Regions from separate parts of the Mus musculus genome. Here region 2 is linked to region 1. A link is a contact called in public Hi-C data. All regions are on one chromosome and are shown on one strand. Each heading gives the region's core, a stretch centred on a gene start, on an enhancer-like site or on the middle of the called end of the contact. The rest is flanking DNA. Distances are from core to core; before and after follow the strand shown. Region 1 overlaps Wwox (WW domain-containing oxidoreductase). Region 2 overlaps Wwox (WW domain-containing oxidoreductase).

What was found. Hi-C and Micro-C count contacts between places; a contact is called where the count stands out from the background.
Region 2: a contact with region 1 is called in a Hi-C map of uterus, with 2.9 times the contacts expected there. The contact joins two enhancer-like sites. A contact is called at or near these places in 5 of 484 Hi-C or Micro-C datasets (cerebral cortex, group 2 innate lymphoid cells, muscle stem cells and 1 more).

The regions. Positions count from the first base shown.
Region 1 is chr8:115,103,599-115,107,809 of GRCm38.p6, forward strand. The region is part of intron 8 of Wwox (WW domain-containing oxidoreductase); the gene reads left to right. Among named protein-coding and RNA genes, the nearest start is that of Gm39257, 140 kb to the left of the region's middle. Within about 2 kb of position 2,358, at least 2 of the 459 cell types and tissues checked have an H3K27ac peak or open chromatin away from gene starts, as enhancers often do. A contact at or near this core is called in uterus, where this site is marked.
Region 2 is chr8:115,247,530-115,251,740 of GRCm38.p6, forward strand. All of the region lies in intron 8 of Wwox (WW domain-containing oxidoreductase), which reads left to right. Among named protein-coding and RNA genes, the nearest start is that of Gm39257, 290 kb to the left of the region's middle. Within about 2 kb of position 2,337, at least 7 of the 459 cell types and tissues checked have an H3K27ac peak or open chromatin away from gene starts, as enhancers often do. A contact at or near this core is called in uterus, where this site is marked.

The DNA.
Region 1 (4,211 bases), core at 1,108-3,607:
CACACACACACACACACACACACACACACACACACACACTTTTAAAAAGTTCTTTCCTGAGTCCCTAAGGTCTCATGGTCGCTGTGGCAGAAGCAAGTAGCCTTATTTAGGCTGGGTAGTCAGCGGTGGAGCTGGGATTCCCACTTCCCATTTAGACCCTGGGACTTCAGATTTTGGGTCCTGCGATGTCATCATCTTACATAGTATGTCAGAAGCGTCCTAGATTATTAGTAAGAATGAGGGTGGCTGATTTGAGGGGGATTGTGAAAACAGGAATATGAGATGTTTCCCGTTCCCTGGAGTGTTCGTGCAAGACAGGAAGAAGTGAGTCCGCGCTGACCGCACTCTGATTTGCCCCATTAGTGTTCGGGAACTCCTTCTGCACCTGACCTCAAATCAGATCAACTGGTACCATTGGCAGGATTCACTGAGCTGCTGAGAGCTTAAGTACCAGACACAGGCACTGTGTGAGGAAGTAAGGACCCTCAAAGTCTTCATCCTGTGTCCTGTCCTTGACAGCTGTCTGGGTGGACCTGAACCACCTGATACTCCAAGTCTGAGTGTTCAGGTTGGCCAATACCAGGACTCTGAAATATTGCAAATATTGAAAGTCATTGTTGGGCCTCACCTTCCATTCATTCATAGGGAGCACCCACGACGACTGGGGAAAACAAAACAACAACCCCTCTGATTTCTTCATGATACAGCCCCTTTGAGGATGACCTTTAATTCTCCAAATTTCATTCCATCCCAGTTCGAATTAATGGCAACCTGTCTTACTTCCTATTTGCCTATTAAGGTGACCTATTTAACACTGAGGTGTAGTTATTGATTTTGAGATCTGTACACACTTTTGCTTAAAGTTCCTTGTCTTTTTAGAAAGGTCCAAGGCCATCCAATTCAACTCTGTGTGTGTGTGCGTGTATGTGTGTGTGTGTGTGTGCATGCGTGTGTGTATGTATGTATATATATACATATATATATATATATATATATGTATATATATATATATATATATTCCCAGTTATGAATATGAGTGTGTACCACAGCTTGAAGCTTTTAAAAATAACATTTTCCATCCCACTATACAAAAATATTTTTGAGGTGGTCGTCATTTTATTTGGGCCATGGTCTTTGGAGACTTGGGACAATAATATACTCCTTTCTATCTTATGCAAATATATGCAGATCTTAAAGCATTCATGCATGTATTACACACTTTATAAATCCGAGTAATAGAAATGGTTGTGTCTATAAATAGGTAGAATAAGGAGTATACATTCTGTATAAAATAACCTCTGTGGTATTTGTTTACCCTGATTTTTTTTTTTTTTGATTTATGAGTCGTCACTGCTCACTATAGAAGAAAGAAAATAAATATGCAAAAACACTGCTGGACTTTTAATGGGGTGCCTTCCTGTCTTAGCTCAGTGTTTCTCTACGGAAGCTGACCTTGAAGCTGCTTTTCAAACACAAGTCAAAATATGCAAATTCCAGAATATCTGGATGAGAATCCTGTGTTGAGAGTTTTTCAAATTCACATTTTTTTGCATCATTTTTATCTCATAGGCTGTCTTTCACCTGCTCGAAATCCATCTCCACCTGACTGGGAGGAATGTGGGGGTTCTTCCAGTGTGCCAATCCTCTCAGTGAGATTTTTTTTCCTTTGCTAAATAACCCACGACTTCTAGAATCAACAGTATTCCCTAGTGCAGGGTACCCCCATTCAAACTCTTTTTTCTCAAGTCACGGTTTTCTAATTAGTATGTAAAATCATAGGGTTCAATGTGGCTTCTTCATTCATCCTTAATTTTGGATCACCCCCACCCCATGCACTCTCCCCCCTGCCTCAGTTCCCACGCTCATCCCCGTTCATGCCCGCATATCCCCTCCCTCCCTGTTTTCAGATCACAGACGTTCTTCCTCTGTCTTGCACTCAGAGCCTCTTCTCCCCACCCTACGTTCCCTTTCTTTCTTCTAAGTTTGTACACACATTCCAAGTTCAACAGAGGAAGCTAAAATGATTCGGTGGGGGCTGGGAGAACATGGTTGCTCATCATTCTGGCCCTGGACCACCTCGCTCAGTATAATGTACTCCACTTCCATCTGTTTTCCTGCAAATCCATAACTTTATTTTTCTTTGCCTCTGAGTAAAGTTCTGTTGTGTTAAAGTATCCCATAGCCAGTGTCCATCCATCAGGTGACGGCATCTAGGGTGATTCTTTAAAAAAAAAAAAGTACTTTTTAATGATCATAAAATATTTCTTGCCCGGTGGCCTTAAGTTCTTTCCTTTTCACTGTGCACGCCAGCTAGGGTCTGTGCGTCATTGTACTCTGCCTTTTGTCTCATCCCTCAGAGTCTTTGGTGAGGAGCGGCTCTCCTCTAGTAAGTCACATGGTACAGGCATTTGTAGTCTGTCTTCATGTTGGTACTGTCCATTTCACTGGATCCCAGAGAAACCACTTTCTGTCCCCTGCTCGTATTTCATCAGAGTCTCACGGAGTCTCCGTGACATGGGGGCATATATATCACCGTCGTCTTCTTATGACCAGGAAGACTCACAACCATGAATTTCACTGAAGTTTATGATTGGTCCCTGACTGCTTCTGCCATCACATTTGGCAGAGAATCCTCTTCTTGCAGTTACACGAACAAACAGATATCCTGAACCGTTGCACGAATGAATAGGAAATATACCGGTTCCCAAGGACAAATCTCTCATGTGCTAGAGAGCGACTCCGGGGCAAAATGTTTTGTTGTGCTGTTGCTGGAGGATTGGGGCCATGCTGTAATTAATGCTACCTGTAGCAAAAGGACCTCAAAGATGTTGGGAGTGTTGATTATGTCTTCATTTTGTTTGTTCAAGTTTCCCTGCTTTGGAAACTCTGTGACCATTGCCACATAAAGCTCTGGAGATAGAGCATTAACGGCTGTTCCATGTAAGGGCATTGTAACTTCTCCAAACACAGTCCCTCCTCCTCCTCCTCCTCCTCCTCCTCCTCCTCCTCCCTCCCTCCCTCCCTCCCTCCCTCCCTCTCTCTCTCTCTCTCTCTCTCTCTCTCTCTCTCTCTCTCTCTCTGTCACTCTCTCATCAACACCAGATGAAAACATTATTGGATTCAGGAGTTCACAGGAGTCCTGGGTGTAGCTGGGGACTGGTGGAATAGATTTATGAAATGGACCATTTCAAATGGCATTATCTTCCCACAGTGAGGTACACCTTTCATAAATCATGGGCGAGTGCTCAGAAACCCAGCATTTGTTATTCCTGCGGTAGCATGTCTTTGCAACTCCCCCCTCACCACCCCCACCCCCGGGCCTTGCAGAGGAGGAGACTGGCTGGGGTTTGCCTTCCCTAGGTTTGAAAAGGCAATTAATCCCGTTACAGTGAAATTGCCGAAGAAGGAAAAATGATAACCAAACAGAAGAGTACTCCATAGCAGCCAAGGAGAGGGTTTTTGTTTTTGCTTCTTGGTTTTCTTTTTGTTTATTTAGGCCTGAATTAATTATGGCACGAACTTAATTACTTATTTTTTTTTTTGGCGAGTTTTCACCATAATCTTTGTGTTGTATTAGGATGAAGTGGATAAGCAAGGAGGGGCTGAAAAACGAGCGGCCGGGTGCTGGCTGAGCTCGCCTTTCCTCTGTCACCAAGTGGCCCCTGGAGACCTGTCCTGGAATGTACCCGTGGTTGGTCACATTGTGCATGATTGCATCTGTAACATGGGGGCCTCCTTCCTTTCCAGTAGCCAGATCTGACTGACAGGGAGAGGCACATAGGATTCTTTCTCGTGTACCCAGGACGCCATAAGTGTAGCCAATGGTAGTTGGTCTCCATAGAGCACCCAGTTCCTCACATGCTACCCCACTTGTTCCCTGCACCGCCAGCCCAGGATGAAAAACTGCCCTTTGGTAGAAATGAATGAAGGGCCTCAATCCTGCCTGATTAAGATAACGTTCCCTTCTCTGTGCTCCTTTCATGTTCTGGAGAGCAGCTGGAAGCCAATGGTCACTTTCCCCAAGTCACGACAGCAATAAAGAAGAAAAATTGGTATCTTTTCTCCACCCCCTTCTCTTACCAATCTGTCTTTGAATTAAGAATGAATTAGTAATCCGCATACCAAAATATATCCCATTAGACACTTGAGGAAAAAAATGTTACTATTTATTTATTTTGAGACAGGGACTCACTCTATACTCCAATCCAGCC
Region 2 (4,211 bases), core at 1,087-3,586, 140 kb after region 1:
CCAGGTCTCTGAATTCCCCTTTGGAGAGTGCCTGTTTCGTTGTGTAGATGAAGGGCAGGTGACAGCCTGGTTCCTTCTGTGTTCTCTGGTTTGACGGGAAGTTCGGCTTTTGCTAACAGTTCATTTTAAAGATCTTAGCACATCTAGTCACATTTAAAATTACCTGTCCAGTCCAGCTCCAACTAGCTGTTCAATCATTATTGATACTAAGTATGTTACTTAACCAATTGGATCTGTCAAAGGCATCCCATCTCTGTATCATCAGCATGAACAGGAGGGCGATGAGCCCAAGGCTCCGTGTAAAAAGCACAGATAAACCAAGGATGCTATGCCTATGTCTGAAGACCTTCCTGTAGGTATACTTTGTAGGACAGAGCAAGTGGCAGGTGGCCCTGTCTTTGAAGGAAAGGGTTCATTTATAACAATGATGGTCAAAATTTCAGAGAGAAGAATGGAGAGGGGATGATTTGGGTGTCACAAGCAATGGCTGTCACAAGATAAGGGAACTGTCTCATGTTAGCAGCGCCCTCTGGTAAAGCTCACTAAGGACCTTGCCCAAGATGGTAAATAACCATCTTGCCTCCCTCCTGGGAGATGCTAAAGCTGAACTCAAAGGAAGTCTCAAGGCAGGCAACAGGAGCTATGTTAGGGCAGTGCCTTTCAAATCTTGAAACATGGTAACATATTTGAGGATGAAGTAACAGCATGCCTACATTTTTTGTGTGTGTGATATAAGAACATTTATAATTTTTGTACATGTATCCTATATTTAAAAGGGCATGTCATAACCTGAGTGTGTGAGTGTGTGTGTATGTGGTGTATATTCACGTGTGCTTGCAACCCAATGTCACCAAAGCTTTCCAGACCTCAAGACACAGCATTAGAGGGGGCCTGTCCCAGGGTTCTCTGTACCCAGCAGGCTGTCTCCTCAGAGCAAGTCTGGTCTCTGGGAATGAGGAGACTACTTAAAAGGAACCTAGTGTCCTCAACCAGGAGGACATCTTGTGAGGGAGGAGAACCATCAGGTGTAGCTCACAGTTGAGTGTGTAGTTTCCTGTTAAAACCAGGAAAGAGCAGTATAGGAGAAGGGGACACCTATTGGGGTGATTTACATGGGACGTGGCCAGGGACTTGCTATGGGTCCTCAGTGGACCATTACCTTCTTTCAAGTCTCTAGGGACAGCATTAGAAAAGGCCCACTCTGAAGGGCATGGACACACATGGTCCCTACATAACAGCAGTCTGCTTTCATTTGCAACCGTGAAAAATGATTTTCTCGTTCTTCTTTGAGACAAGGTGTCTTTTGCCGGCCTGGAATCTGCTGGGCCAGCAAGCCTGGCCAGCAAGTTTCAGGGACCTGTCTATCTCTGCCTCCCCAGCACTGGGGTCCTAAGTGCTTGGCTTAACATCCATTCTGGAGGATCAAACCCTGGTCCTCTTGCTTATATGGCAAACACTACCAACCAATCCATCCACCCGGCCCCTGGAGAAAGCACTCCCTGAAGCCCACTCATAAAAAAAAAAAGCTCACCCTCCCCATCAGCAAGGCCAGCATTTTCAAATTTGGTGTAGTCTTTCTTCAAATGCTTGTCTTCCAATGTCAGTCAGATACGGCCTATGATCTTGTGTGTCTCCTTTGCATCCTGGGGCTCAGTGGGGTGGGGGCGGGGCCGGGCCCACTTTTCATCTCTGTTTAGTACCTGGGCCCTATCTCCCAGTGTCCTGGCTGCCAGGCATTGTGCGCTCTGCTGGATGTTGACACAGATCCTCATCTCCCTGATTCCCAGCGCCTATCAAGCTACTGTAACTTTAAAAAAGGATTTGACAAAGACTGCCTCCAGTAGCTGAGCTGAAATAAGAATGTCTCCGGAGTTTAATGGATCAAGTAGCAGTGATAGGTTTTATGGCCCTTTTTTACTTTAGGGTATAGGGAAGAGAGAAGCAGGCAGGTTGGTTTTAAATTCAAGGATTTATGTTGTTAATCCTCCGGGCTAATTATAATTTATGGGATCTGGCAAATTAATATGCGGTTGCTATTCAAAAAGTAGAGGGCAATGTGAGGCAGGCATAAACAAGCCTTGTTCATTTTTAATTTATTTCCACCAATGGAGAATATTAAATAAAATGAACACTAGGGTATTTTCCTCCAAGTTTGGTGTTCATTATTTATCTCTAAATTATGAAATTCATGTAACAACTCTTTGCTTTCCTTTTTTTCCCCCCCACTCGAAGAACCCAGAATTCTTGAAGTGCAGAACGGGCTATCTGGGAAGCCATCGGTAGCTCTCTCTCTACTGCATTTATGGCAGACTCAGTGATCGGCACAGAGTGAAGCCAGCCTTCCTAGCGCGCACGCGCGGTGCTAAGGGCTAGGATTTATCACGGAGGGTACTGGGATTGTTTGGAAGTGGAACTTTTGCGTGGTACACTAGCTTAAAATCCCAGCTTCCTGGGAAACGAAAGTGCCAACGCTGCAAAGGAAAGGGTCTCCCCCGATACTTTTTTTTTTTTTTTTTGTCTTCAGGGATTTGGGAGCAATCCCAGTTTATCACTAGCCTGGCAGATGTTGAGCTAGGGCTGACCCCACAGTCGGACTTTCAAGACTTTAATGGAGCAATCACGTCATACCCATGACCTCCTCTCCCATTTCAGCGTCGTTCCCTATGGCTGCTTGGGGGGTCCTTTTAAATAATTCAGCTTCTCACCCGTGAACATCTGGCAGAGAATGAATGTTCGCCCGGTTGTCAGCTGTGAGGCAGGTAGATCTGACTCATTGGGTAATTGGTTGCACTAGTAGAAACGAGGGTGCCTGTCCCTCCCTGCATTCTGTTCTCCCCTCCCCGCCAACCCCCACTCTCTTCCTCCTTCCAGCTGCCAGAGGCCATCAAATGCAGCCTGGAGAATCCTTCAGCTCTGGGTCCAAGGAGCAGGTTGGAGTTCTACCCCCCACCCCCCGCCCCCAGCTGTGTAGCTCAGATAACAGCTGGAGCAGAGAACAAGCCATTCTCTCTGCTAGAATATCTGACCCAGTTCTAACTGGGAAAGAGACTGAATACTTTGCCCCTCAAGTCATTCTTGTTCTGGTGTGAAGGGAGATTTAGTCCCCACCAGCCCCTCCGCACCACATTCCAAGGTCCTCTTTTCCGTGCCTTTCAGCAATGCTGGGAACTTCATCTTTTGTACACTAGTCAGCAGGACAGTGAGGGTCCGTCCCAGTGCGATGGCCGCAGAGAAGTGTTTGCTTGTGGAAGGAAGCTGGAGCAGAAATAGCTGTTGGTCCCAGAGTCTTTGGATCATGTTTGATATCTCTGCTCAGCTCTCCATCAGCTGAGTGCCGGACATATGACCTACAACCTCTGGGCTGTCTTATCAGCACAATAAGAATCGAGTCCTTGGTTTGAGGGTGCTTTTTATGAGAAAGAAGACATAGGGAAACACTGCATACTTCCCAACTTGCTATTCATGGTCAGAAAATGGAAGTGGTGAATCGGGCCTGGTAGCACACATGTGTCATGCCTGATTCATTACTAGCTCACGGACTGAGTGACTTAAAGGCCAGCATAAGACATTCAAAGGTGCCACGTCTCAATATAAACCTATACAATGGCTGGGGGCATAGCTCAATGAGAGAGTGCTTGCCTAGAGCAAGCAAGGCCCTGGGCTCAACCTATAGTTCAAGAAAAGAAAGAGAGAGAGAGAGAGAGAGAGAGAGAGAGAGAGAGAGAGAGAGAGAGAGAGAGAGAGAAAGAAAGAAAGAAAGAAAGAAAGAAAGGTAATTCTGCACTGGCTGTGGATAGCGGTAGCAGTGTACATTTGTAGCCACAGTATTTGGGAGGCTGGGGCAGGAAGATCATGAGTTCAAGGCCACCCTGAGCTGCATGGTGAGATTTGTCTTTTTCTTTCTTTCTTTCTTTTTTTTTTTTTTTTTTTTTTTTTTTTTTTTTTTGGTCTCAAATGAACAAACCAAACAGAAATGGTGGTTCTGCCTCGTTCTTCCTTCATCAGGACGTGTCCCGGGTTAGCACATATCTGTAGATGGGGATTTGCCAGGAGACCCAGCTGGAACTTCAGTGCACATGGGCATCCCAGAGGCTCTGCAGCAAGAGCATCCCAAGGCTCGGTGGCTGTAGGGAATAATGGGTCAGTCATAGAAAGACTTCCCAGTACTAGGAGGTTGGAGTATGTCTTCTGGAAACAACAAGAACTCAGAA